Regions from separate parts of the Rattus norvegicus genome. Here region 1 is linked to region 2. Evidence: chromatin contacts called from public Hi-C data. All regions are on one chromosome and are shown on one strand. The core of a region is the stretch at or near the end of the contact, and the rest is flanking DNA. Distances in the headings are between cores, read along the strand shown. Region 1 has its middle 92 kb from the start of Dpt. Region 2 overlaps LOC120096206 (a long non-coding RNA gene).

Region 1 (2,700 bases), core at 182-2,681, 100 kb before region 2:
AGCTTCTTTGATGATGAATGAGAACTCCCCTTGCCCATGGGTGTAAGGATATGTGTTTAGAATACTGTTAGAAACTACATTGACATAGGAAAATGGAAGGGGGTCTTTTTTTTTTAAATCAAATACCTCAATTCTATTGTTGAATTCTGACACTTATTTTCATTTGTTCTTTCCTTTGGATTTAATTAGCTGTGTTTGAATTTTCAGACACTGAGTTTTAAATTATGAGTTTAAAGGGAAAGTGATCAATCTTTCAGTACGTGGGAATATCAGTGCTTCAGGAAAAGTTTCTTCTCTGTTGTTTCTATCATTTCTGTTACCTTTTAACTGTTACTTTAAGTCACAACCATGTTGTTCATTGGATGGAGAGCCCCGAACAAATCATTTTCTTTCTCAAGAGTCTGCTTCCTGTCAGAAAACCTATTGCTATGCATTTCTATCCACTTCAGGCAATGCTGTAATGTGAAGAAGTGTCGGGAGGAAGAATAGTATTACACACACCATAGCTGGTTCTGAAAGACCCCAACAGAAATAGTAAGGCTTTCCAAAGCACAAAAAAACAGAGTTGGGCAATGTGCCACCACAAGAGAGGTGATGAGAATTCATACCTGGTTCAAGGACCTGAGCTCAAGTGGCCCTTCTTGGTGTGGAAACAGGACTGCTTTGTGAGGCTTTTTATTAAGATCTCTACCCAACAAATGCCTCTCTCCTCTCCCCATCCCAGAAGAACTCCTGATCCTTCTCTCTACTTGTATTTTCTACTTTGGCTGTGAGAAATACCACTTCCTTTCAGTCAAAGAGGGATGTTGTTGGTCTTTTATGAATAAGGAAAGTGTGTGTTCTCTATAAGTTCTTCCATTCCTAGTGGACTTGTGGCCAAAATACCTGAGGACTTGCTAGTCATTACCAAGAACAAAGTAAATCTTCAGATTCACGAGAGTGAAGTGAAAGGAAACTATCTATGGCTTGCCTTCCTCCCATGTCATCTCTTACTCTCGTTAACTAAAAACCATCAATACTAAACCTCATCATAAGATTGGGCAGAGCTCAGTTGCAAAACCATGGACCTGGGGAAAAAACAGCCGAGCTGAAGTGAAGATATATGAAAGAAGGAATTGCTGGTTTTAGAGACTAATATGAATTTGCATGGCGCTCTCTTGGTTTCTGTGCAGATTTATTGAAAACCTGGGAATGATGGTGTGCTTAGAGAATGCACTCACGCCTCTCTCTTGCTGCCTCTGATAGAAGGCAGGCTCGTCATCTGTCTCTACTGGCAGGGACTGCTGACACTCTGCGGTTTTTCTACCACGGTATTTAAATGAATCTCAATAAAATCAAGATTCCTTTTATATTGAGATTACTCATCACTCCTGCCTTCCAACCTCCTAACATTTTTCCACCTCCAGAAGCAGTTGTACCTAGTGGGAGGAGGGAATCTGGGACACATTACTTTGTCATTCTGTGCCTTCCTGTCCCCTGTACATGGGAGAATAATCATACATCTCTGGAGAATATCCCTTCTGTTACATCCTCCCCCAACATGTCATAGTTCCCTTTTTTCTCAGGCATCACTTCTGTGAGGAGTGGATGGGTTTCTGTGCTTCCCAAGGCCTATAGTCTTAAAAGAAGGGACTGTGTCTTGCTTTTATCACTCTATTGTTTGCCTCTATCTCAACACCTGACATCAAGTATACAGTTTTGCCTAACCCAGGGACAAAAAACACAGTCAGTTTCTCACTATCCATGACAGCCAATCTTTATAAAGTCATTGCAAGCAGTGAATTAGCTAATGATAACTGATGGCTCCAAGAAGACCTGTGGGTGTCTGGTCACATTTCTGTCACCTGATCAATACACAACCTTTTGATTCTGATTAAAGGTACCTGGTTTGATATGTACAGGATTTATGTTTACTGACATTGGGCTCACAGTCATTTGTTCTTGCTCGAATGATGTCCTTCACACTCCAATTTCAAGCCTCCATTCAAGTTTGAGTTCTGGATGGCTGATTTTTTTTCCCAGTCTTCCCCTCACTTGTTCAACTCCCTGACTTCCTTCGAGGTCTTTCAAGTCACTCAATTATCATTGTCCTAGATGTATTTCTGTTGCTATAATAAACACTATAACCAAAAGCAACTTAGAGGAGGAAAGGATTTATTTCAGCTTACACTTTCATGTCAGGGTTTAGCACTGAACTATGGTCAGGACCAGAAACAGAGACACGAAGAAAATGGTACTGCCTGGTTCTCACGGACTCACTCTAGTTTTCTAATATAACCCAGGCCTACCTGCCTGACAATGAAAAATCCAAAATGGACTAGGCCCTCCTACATCAATCAGTCAATACAAGCTCTTACAGACATGACCTGGTCAGTTCCTCAGCTGCAGTTCCCTGCTCCAAGTAGATTTTAGTTGATATTTAGTTAGAATAAAATACTATCTAGTATAATTACTATGGTCATGATTTCCTTAAAAAAATAAGATGAGACGATGACCTTGAACTTCTGCTCCTTCCACTTCTACCTGCCAAGTTCCAGGATTATGGTGTACCCCACTACTTCCTACTTTTATTAAACAATGTTGAGACCTTAAACCAAGGTTTTGTATATTGCAGACAAGTGCTCTACCAACCAAGATCTATCCCAAGCTATCTTGTAAGATAGCTTCTCAGATACACTGACAAAGAAAAATTCCTCTCTC
Region 2 (2,700 bases), core at 54-2,553:
ATGCTTATCAACTCTGTTTGACGTTAACAGTATGGAATGAGGAAGACTGTGATAAGCTGAGCCCCTGAGAATAATGCTGTTTAAACTTTCGCATGAAGGCGAATGGCCTGTTGCTGGGTCCGAGGCTCAGAGAGTTTTGAATGAGTACACCAGGGCCCTGGAGATGTTGTATCCTTAGCAAGTTCCAGAGAACTGGTCTAAGTTAGATGCTACCACAGTTAGAGAACAGAGGCAAGTCGTTGTCCTCTCCACTTACATGTGCATAGATGCCTCTAAAACTATGTAAGCTGGGCTGGAGACATGGCTCAGTGGCTAAGAGTCCTTGCTGCTCAGGTGTGAGGATTTGAACTCAGATCTCCAGCACCTATGCACAGAGGTCTAGGTGTGGGCTTGTGAAACGATGACCCCAGTGCTGGTTGGGAGAGGGGCAGAGACTCAAGAGGATGTCTGGGGCGTGATGGCCACAAGCCTAGCCCCGAAATGACAAGTCCATGTTCAGAGAGAGACCATACCACTAGGCACTAAAGTAGAAAGCAACAGAAGAGGGCACCTGACCGCCTCCTCTGGCCTGTGCCTGCTCAAGTGGGTACGCACCTGCTTGAGCGTGTACATGCAGCCCCACAAGTGCACACACACAAACTGAGGCTTTCTGTATTCCCACAGCAGGATAGATCATTGAAGAACCAGGGTCACCTGAATTGGAGTTGGGACCGTGGGTGGGTCCAAGAGGGCAGTGTGAACATCCACAAAGCTACCAGTGGCTGCCAGTCTGTGGTCCACGTGAGTCCACAGTTGCTGTCCATATCGCCCAGGGGTATGCTGTGCCCCCACAGCAGTGGCATTGCGGTGGCCTCTTCAAAGCTGAGACCGCTGAGCCGTAGACGAATGACAGCAATTTGGGGAGACTTTCAGCTTTTTAGCTGTCACAGATAAGTATACAGTGAATGTTCCAGAAAAGAACGAACCAAAGAAACAAGATGGGAGCTTGCCATTCAAGCTCAGCCTCAATGCACGTCTGCGAGCTCACCACCCTCCTCCAACTAAATTACTACCCCTGTGTGCCTCCCACACAGAGATACCAGTGTTGCCAAGGAGTGTGGGTTAAAATGCAACCCTGGTGAGCTCATCCACTTCAGTAAAAATGTGTATGAGATTTTATGTCGACAGCAGGGCAGAATAAGTGGTTTTTGCAAGCCTGGAAATAAATTATTGGCTGTCTAAACATCTACCAAATTTAGATGCCAGCGGAACTAAAGACTTCTTCCTCCTTTCTTTTCCTGTTCCTCCTCCTTTCTCCGTTTTCTCTTCCTCTGCCCATGCTGTCTCCTTCCCCCTCATCCCCGCCCCTTGGAACAATCAGGGCTTTTAAAGCACTGCTTGGCCCCATCCTCAACAGTACTCCCTCTTCTCTACTTCAGAGGCAGAGCTACAAAGATGCTCACATGCTCTCCCCAGGCTGGGGTGTTGCAAATGTCCTACTATATTAGCACTCACTGTGGATTCTTACCTAACTCGTTCTTACCTAGGATGGCTGAAAATAACAGGTCCCCAGTTCTAACATTTACCAGACACAAGAGCCCTCTTTTCCATCAACTTAATGTTTGTCTATCTGTTTGTTGGCAATATAAGCCCACTGATGTTCTTTTTATTTTTCAGATTTGGTAAGAACTTATTCAATATCTCTCCCCTTCTTCCTTCCTTTCTAATAGAGCAAACGACTACAAAGTCCTTTTTGTTTCTGTGCTGGAACTGCCATTTCTTGTTCCTGGTTCCTTTTATTACAAATTTGTATTGATGAATTGAGGTCTGTGGTACTGAAAAGACAGCTCAGCAATTAAGAGCACTGTCTGCTCTACCAAAGGACCAAAGTTCAATTCTTACCACTTGCATGGCAGCTCATAACCACCTGGAACTCCAATCCCAAGACCCAAAGCCCTCTTCTGGCCTCTGTGTGCACTACACACACACACACACACACACACACACACACACACACACACACACACACACGGTGCACAGGTAAAGACATAGATAAAACATCCACACATACATATTTTTTTAAAAGATAAATTGGGAGGGTTGGGAGTTTAGCTCAGTCTAGCAAGTGCAAGGCCCTGGGTTCAATCCTCAGCTCCGGAAAAAAAAGATAAATTGGGGTCTTGTATGATAGTTGAAATATACATATAATAATTAATATAAGTGAGTAAATGTGTAGATGGACACATATTTACATAAACATGTATATCGTCTCAAAATCATGATTCATATAGATGCTGTTAATACAATCTAAGCTTTTGAGATTTTTCCTTGCCTACCCCTTCCATACATGTCCTTTGACCACAGTGAGTTACTTTAGCTCTCAGAAGATGCATACAGTGGCTCATATTCTTAGTCCTATAAAATAGCAAAAGTAGACTCAGACTTCTTTGTCCATCCAGGTAGAAGAAGGAATTCTACTCAGAAGTTTAGAATCTCCTAGCTTCTCTCCACTGTTGAAGACTTAGGATATATTGTAAAGGCCATGTTCATAACTATCTGGTTTCCTCCTTCTGTGTGGTTACACAAATTCTCTGAAGTGTCCTGAAGGTCTGCTTGCTTCGGCTTACTCTCAATGAAGGTCTTTTTCTCCTTCCCTCCTGTTTGCTTCACTGGTGTTTTGGTTTAATTTTGGTTTTATTTTGTTTTGGGGTTTTATTTGTT

What was found. A called contact is a pair of places that touch in the nucleus more often than the background predicts.
Region 1: a Hi-C map of prefrontal cortex shows a contact between it and region 2, with 2.1 times the contacts expected there. The contact joins two enhancer-like sites. A contact is called at or near these places in 2 of 12 Hi-C or Micro-C datasets (frontal cortex and prefrontal cortex).

The regions. Positions count from the first base shown.
Region 1 is chr13:79,563,467-79,566,166 of GRCr8, reverse strand. No RefSeq gene overlaps it. Among named protein-coding and RNA genes, the nearest start is that of Dpt, 92 kb to the left of the region's middle. Within about 2 kb of position 1,431, at least 20 of the 93 cell types and tissues checked have an H3K27ac peak or open chromatin away from gene starts, as enhancers often do. A contact at or near this core is called in prefrontal cortex, where this site is marked.
Region 2 is chr13:79,459,989-79,462,688 of GRCr8, reverse strand. It overlaps LOC120096206 (a long non-coding RNA gene), which reads left to right. Exons shown (of 4, transcript XR_005492368.2): 4 at 1-7. Among named protein-coding and RNA genes, the nearest start is that of Atp1b1, 120 kb to the right of the region's middle. Within about 2 kb of position 1,303, at least 34 of the 93 cell types and tissues checked have an H3K27ac peak or open chromatin away from gene starts, as enhancers often do. A contact at or near this core is called in prefrontal cortex, where this site is marked.